Linked DNA regions of Sus scrofa: region 1 is linked to region 2. A link is a contact called in public HiChIP or PLAC-seq data. All regions are on one chromosome and are shown on one strand. The core of a region is the stretch at or near the end of the contact, and the rest is flanking DNA. Distances in the headings are between cores, read along the strand shown. Region 1 has its middle 35 kb from the start of SUCNR1. Region 2 overlaps MED12L (mediator of RNA polymerase II transcription subunit 12-like protein).

Evidence for each region. HiChIP or PLAC-seq counts read pairs in DNA pulled down with a chosen protein or histone mark.
Region 1: an H3K27ac HiChIP or PLAC-seq map of alveolar macrophages shows a contact between it and region 2. The contact joins two enhancer-like sites. A contact is called at or near these places in 7 of 47 Hi-C or Micro-C datasets (alveolar macrophages, heart right ventricle, liver and 4 more) and 1 of 2 datasets of contacts at active chromatin or transcription factors (alveolar macrophages).

The regions. Positions count from the first base shown.
Region 1 is chr13:92,150,462-92,153,906 of Sscrofa11.1, reverse strand. No RefSeq gene overlaps it. Among named protein-coding and RNA genes, the nearest start is that of SUCNR1, 35 kb to the right of the region's middle. Within about 2 kb of position 1,321, at least 3 of the 83 cell types and tissues checked have an H3K27ac peak or open chromatin away from gene starts, as enhancers often do. A contact at or near this core is called in alveolar macrophages, where this site is marked.
Region 2 is chr13:91,617,794-91,621,332 of Sscrofa11.1, reverse strand. MED12L (mediator of RNA polymerase II transcription subunit 12-like protein) reads right to left here. Exons shown (of 46, transcript XM_021069608.1): 45 at 1,654-1,735. Among named protein-coding and RNA genes, the nearest start is that of IGSF10, 60 kb to the left of the region's middle. Within about 2 kb of position 1,867, at least 6 of the 83 cell types and tissues checked have an H3K27ac peak or open chromatin away from gene starts, as enhancers often do. A contact at or near this core is called in alveolar macrophages, where this site is marked.

The DNA of each region.
Region 1 (3,445 bases), core at 72-2,571, 530 kb before region 2:
TCTACAAAGCAAAGTGGATGAGTATCAGACTCTGATTGGTCCATTAATGAACAGAGAGGGAACTCTAGCAGCAGTATTAGTGACATTAGCTATCTTAATTTGGAATTTTTGCCCCCATTTTATTTTCTCCCATTGGAGAGTTCCTAGTATGATTGATAAAACCCTATTAAATCTTTTTAGTTTTCAGTTCCTTTGGGAATGATATTTTGATTTCCACCAAGTTTTTTAAAAAAAATTCTCATGTAAATTGACTCCAAAAATACCTACCTACTACCATATGATTGGGCAATCCCACACTTTGGCATATATCCAGAGAAAAACATAATTTGAAAAGCTACATGCTCCCCAGTGTTCACTACAGCACTATTTACAATAGCCAAGACATGGAAGCAACCTTTATGTCCATTGAAAGAGGAATGGATAAAGAAGATGGAGTACATATAGACAATGGAATACTACTCAGCAATAAAAAGAATGAAATAATGCCATTTGCAGAAACATGGATGGGCCTAGAGATTATCATACTAAGTAAGTTAGACAGAGAAAGACAAATATCACATGATATCACTTATATGTGGAATTTTTAAAAATGATACAAATGAACTTATTTACAAAATGGAAACAGATTCATGGACTTTGAAAACAAACCTATGGCTGCCAAAAAGGAAAGGTGGGGAGAGGGATGGATTGGGAGTTTGGGACTGGCAAATCACACTTTTCCATATGGAATGGATGATCAAAGGAGACCTGCTGTATAAGCACAGAGAAATCCACTTAATATGCTGTGATAACCTATATGGGAATGGATATGTATATCCATATATCTATATATATTGCTATGGACATGTATGTGTCTATGGAGACATATATATCCATATATATTGATATCCATATGTGTGTGTGTGTGTGTATACCCATGAGTACATATGGCTGAATTACTTCGCTGGATAGCAAAAATTAACACAACAGTGTAAATCACCTTTGTATCAACAAATTTTTTAAAAAATATACCCCCTTGGTTGGAAAGGAAACAAGGGGACAGAGGTGGATTTCAGATTGGAATTTTGGGGACACAGCAATTATAAAGTGATTCACAACTTAGAAAATTTTCCCAGATTTTATCTTTCTGGTACTAAAGAAAGAAAACTAATACATATTGATTATAGAGTTTGATGGCTTGATCATTTTGATAGGCTCACTTACTGGGTGAAGGGAGTCATATTTTGTGTAAACATCCTCTTCCATAATGGAGTCAAGCTGTGCCTTTAGATAGGCTCTGGCATGTTTCCTCCCCAGAACACTGACATCATCATGCATCACTCTCAGCACAAGGCAGTGGTATTTCTGAAATCATCCAGCTGCTTCCATAGCCCAGTCATTGGGTGTAAGTACTCCCTATATCATTCTTTAATGATAATTTCTCCCATTCTCAGAATACAGTCCTCACAGTTTTAGGAAAGATATCGGTAGTGCTCACATTTCTCACTCCACTCTCATCTGTACCTGCATATCTTCCCAAAGGATCTATTCTTCAGTTCTTCCTTTCTACCTAGAGGGATACCAGATTTAAAGTTGTATAATCTTCAGCTGCTGTTGGTACAATCTCTGGTGGAAGCCCCAGATTATTATGTCTCTGACCACCCCAGCTTTGAGAGACTCCACTAATTTGTACCCCAGTGGAAGCTGTCAATGGTCTGAGGGTAAAAACTGTGTTACAAGGAATTTGCTTTTCCTGGCTGAACCCTGGCCAGTAGGAAGTGATTAAGTCTTACTCTTATGGCTAGCTAATTTTGTAGTATTATGTCACCCATTTTAGGCAAGGAAAGATATAATTGAGAAGTGAGAGTGTTGTTGCCAATCTACTCTTGAAAAGACTCTCCAAAGATATAAACCTTAAATATAACAATGTAGCCCACTTCAGTGCTAAAAAGTCTAGATTAAAAATGAGGGATTGCCTGAAAATTTCCTCTGCCCAACATACCAGGACACTGGAGCTTTCCATACATCTGTTTATGGAAAGGTGGGTGGGAAGAACAAAGACAGGTGGCAGAACCAGGGGAACAACAGAGGCCTGGTGCTGGAAATTCTGATTTTCTGCCACAGCATCTAAGCCTACAGCCCAAGAGAACCCAGTAACAACAAGGGAAGTGGTGCATCAGACTCCAGCCTCCTGGCTATAGCAGCAACCACAGCCACAGGGAACTGGCTGCAGCAGCAGTGGGGCCTGTGACTCTGTCCTTCCAACTACAGTGAAACCAACAACTCTGGCACTCCCACCTGCAGTGGGGGCATCTGTGAATGCAGCAATCCCAGATATGACAAAGGGACCCATCACCCCAGTTCCTGCTTACCTTCCCCCTTTCCCAATGGAGGCAGCGCTCTCAACCCAGGCAATCCTGAAAATGCGGAAGTGCATGCCCTTCCAATGCCCCCAGCAGAAACACCAATGACAACAATGAAACTGGCAATATCAAGGCACCAGCAACCCTGCAGGCACAAGCAGTGACAATGAGGCACCAGGTGACATCAGAAAATGAAGTTCAGGTTCTCAAATACAGCCAGTGGCAGCACAGGTAAAAGAACCAAAACACTTGTGCTATAGTGCCACCTACTGAAAAAGAAAAGAAAGACTTCTAATTACCAATCTACTGAATTGTTAAAATCAAGTTTAAAAAAAAAAAGAAGAAGAAGAAAAGTATTCATTACTTCAAATAATAAAGTATTAGTAGCAGAAAAACTTATCAAATACCATGAAGAACCATGGTAATACTGTACTTCAGAAAGAAAAATTCTCCAGAAACCAAACTTAAAGGAATGGAATATTATGATCTGATTGAAAATTTAAAATAGTTTTCATGAAGAAGCTCAATGAGCCACAAGAAAACTCAGAAAGGTAATTCAGTGAGACCATGAATAAAATTAACAAACAAAAGGACAGAAACTCTAAAAAAAAGAATCATACAGAAATTCTAGAGAGTAGTAACTCAAAAAATAGATTTCTAAGAATGCATTAGAAAGCATTGGAAATAGAGCAAACTATATGGAGGAGATAATTATCAAGATCAAAGATAAAAATCTACAAATAATTCATGTAGAAAAGGAAAGATAACTAAGACATAAAAAGGGGGCGGGGGGGAATTCTACAAGAACTATCTGACTTCATTAGGAAAGACAACATAAGGATAATGGTCATCCCAGGAAAAGAAGAGAGGAAAGAAGGAATAGAAAGTTTAAAGAAATAATAGCTGAGTGAAATGGTCTTCTCTGAGACACATTATATTAAAACTATCAAAAGTCAATGACAAAAAAACATTTAAGGCCACTAGAGAAAACAAGGCAATAACCCATAAAAGAATCCCCATTGGTTTATCAGCAAATTCTGAGCTGAAACTCTACAGGCAGGCAGAGAATGAAATTACACAAAATATGGAAAGCTAAAAGCTAT
Region 2 (3,539 bases), core at 618-3,117:
GTGGGACTATTCAAATCCAGAGGCCCCGTGCACATGGACTGTGGCATAAAAGGAGCCCCTAGAGTTGTGCAATGGGCAGCTCAGCTTGGTTGCCTTTATTCAACAAAAGAAACCGGACATAACTGCTGATATCAGGCAGCAGCATCTTGTGGTTAAGACATGGGGTCTAGAAGGAGATGGTCTAAGTCCCAGCTCTTGGCTGAGTCACTCTGGGCAAACAGGTCAACACCCCCATTGTTCAGTTGTTTCCTCATCTACAGTATGGGAAAAGCCACAATTCTTCATCTCAAGGGGTGGTTTAGGAATGAAGTGAATGAACACATATAAAGTCATAGTTCCTGGGTCTAAGAAAGTACTCCAGAAATAATGGTTTAAAAAAAAAAAAAAAAAAAAAAAACATTTTGTGAGTTTGGGGAATCTGCAACTCCTTTAAAATCCGAAGTACATATCTGAAATCACTAGAAGAAAATTAAAAATAGAACATGTTGTCTCTACCTTAAAATTATATTCTATTGCCATGCAAAAATATGAACTTTGGAATTGGTGAAATACAGTGAAATTTTAACTGCATGTGTTTAATAGATCATACTGATTGAACAGTCATTGGAAAAAGATTGCTTTACACAATTAACTGAAATTAAATGAGGGAAATACTCTACAGGGGAAACAAAAAAAAAGACCTTGGTTATGCCCTCAGAGAGATAGAAGATATGAGAGATGTTCCCTCGGCCCAGGAAAAAACACAGGCAGCAGCCGGGCGGGACACTAAGACCAGAACCAAGCTGCCACTCAGTCATACACCACACCCTTCCCTCACAGTTCCCACCAGAGCTGCACCACCACCCTCAGAGCTTGTTGCTCTTTGCTCTCTACTTCAGAAGCACAGAATCAAGACCCCAGAGGAATCTCTGGTCTCGCTCCTCACCACACGAATGACAGGTAATGGCAGTGGAGTTGGCACTAGAATTTAGGTCTTCTGATTTCTGGGCCAATACTCTTTGTATCACTGGGGACTTGCTCCCATTTCTAAAAGAACCCTACCCTGGGACTCCAGCACAGGGTGAGGGGACTCACGGGAGCTGAGCTGGCACTGAGATTAGGTCTAAGAAAATAGGTGGTGGGCATGCACCTAGAGAGGCAGCAGCTGGCACGGCAGCAAGAGTACTGGGGAAAAACGCTACCCTGCAATGCCATCTGCCAGCGTGTTACAGGCTTTGGTTTCTCCCAGTCACTATCGGCAAGGAGTTGCCCTGGTAAGAGTGTCTCGGCCCTAGTGACCAGGGCATGGGTCTTTCTAGCACTAGCCTCTCCATATCTCTTGAGGGTGTTGGCAGAGTTGTGCCAGGGTGTCCAGCTTGATGAGCAAAGCACCTGCCATTCCACCAGGGTCCCCCAGATGGAAAGGAACATTCTCAATTCAGATGGAAGCAACAGGAAAACATCGTCACTGAACTCAAAGACATAAGACTGGGCCTTTCAGGAAAAGAAGCATACAAACCAAAACAGGACAAAATGAGAATAGCCTGGACTTAACCAAACATGCAAATGGCATGGAGGAAGCCAGTAGTTTTCGAGGATCTGCCACTTGCGTTTTGCCAGATGGCTCATTTTTCATGTCCTGGGAGCCGTCTGTTCCCAGCAGAGCGTACTTACTAGAAAGCTGCTTCTGGAGCTGCCGCACCAGGGCGGCCGTCTGCTGCTGCTGCTGGGTCTGCTGCAAGCCTTGCCTGGGAAACTGGAATCAGGAGAAAGGAGGGAAATCAGTTCCCATCACGGACAAGAGCAGAAAGTCTGCAGTGTGCTTTTAAACAGTGCCCAGGGCCACACCCAGGTCAACACCCGGTCATCATCTGAAGTGCCCAATCCCTTCCAAAACCCATCTCTGGCTGGTGACGTGGCCTTTACTGGAAGAGCCATGGCAGAAGGAGCCTAGTGGTGTCCAGTGGCTCAAGTAACCTTGTGACCTCATCCTTCACCCACTGACTGGTTAGTCACACCATGTTATAAGCCATTTACATCTACAAATTGAAAGCTGTCTGGTGGGAGGATTTGGGCAAGCACCTCAGGCCTGGCCTTGGGTTAAGGGTGAATGAAGACAAGAGCATAGTGAGGAGAGAAGGGGCCTGGGTCTAGGATTCATCAGGGGATGAGTCATCCAAAGCAGGATAAAGGTTGGGCAGGGGGAGCCCAGTGAGGCACAAAGGACCACACTTTAAGAGGCCCTGGCTTCCAGGGTGGTGCAAGTGCAGGCATGATATAAGGGCCTGTGCCCTGGTTCTAGCCAGTAAGTTAATACAAGAAATTGTGGTGGTTATTTCCAAGAGGAGGGACAAAAACCTATCTGGCAGAAGCAAAATTACCTTTGATTAAAATCATCAATAGTGCTGCTCTACTTTTTTCTTTAACCTTCCAATTTCAGGCTACCAATCTATTCTTCCTTTTCTTTCTTCCCTGTCCCTCTCCTCCTTTCCCCCAGGCTTACTGCTGAGGTAACAAATGATGTGTCCTGATGCAAGGCTATCTTAATCAGATGCACATTGGAATGAACTGTGCAATGTCACAGCACCTCCACAGGCCCACCCCATTCTGAGCTGGTTTTGTTTATTGTTTTGTTTTGTTTTCTGCCAATTTCCTTCCTACTGGGTTTGTGCTGGTGGAACACACCTCAGGCTGGGATGGCTGTGGCTCATCAGCAGCCCTCTCCATTTTTCTCCCTCTTCTTGCCCCACTGCAAGGGGTTAATTGCTTCCAGCCCTGGGTGTTTTATTATCCTTAGTTTCCCTTAACCCTGCCCAATCTTCTATGAATAGTTTTCTTTTAAAAACTCAATTACCCAATATGAGTGCAATATCTATTTCCTTCTCAGAGCTTACCAAATATGGCTGAAAGTAGCCCAGAATTGTAGTTGGGGTTGTCAGATTTAGCAAATGAAAATACACAATGCCCAGTTAAGTAATGCCCACAATGCTTTCAGATAAGCAATACATACTTTTTTAGTTTTAAGTATGTTCCAAATATTGTGTGGGTCAAATACCACATTTAGTATAAGTATGTCCCACGCAATATTTGGGATAAGCTTCTACTAAGGAGTTAATCATTGTTTACCTGCAACTCTAATCGGGAGTGCTGCATTTTTTCTTGGCAATCCTAAATTAGAGGGTGTTGTCAGGTTAATTCCTTTAAAACCGAATATTTGGCAAGACAATTGGCTCAACTGTTTCTCTCCCACTAGACTGTGTGTGACTTCAGGACAAAGACTTGGGCTTATTTCCTAATGTATCCTAGTATTCAGCTGCACACAGTAGGTGCACAGTGAAAACAAACTGAAAGACTACAGTTCTTTTAATTTCTAAGTAACAAGAAAGGTACACTTCCACCAATGTTAACATTTTCCCTGATACAACTCAGAAAAATAGCACCTTTCCATTTTATTTTTCTATTGCCCAAAACGGGAGGAAAATACATATGGAACTGTTGGTAACATAAATAGTGATTTTTTTTTTCCATTCAGTAGGTTCTAGGTATATTTGGAAATATTA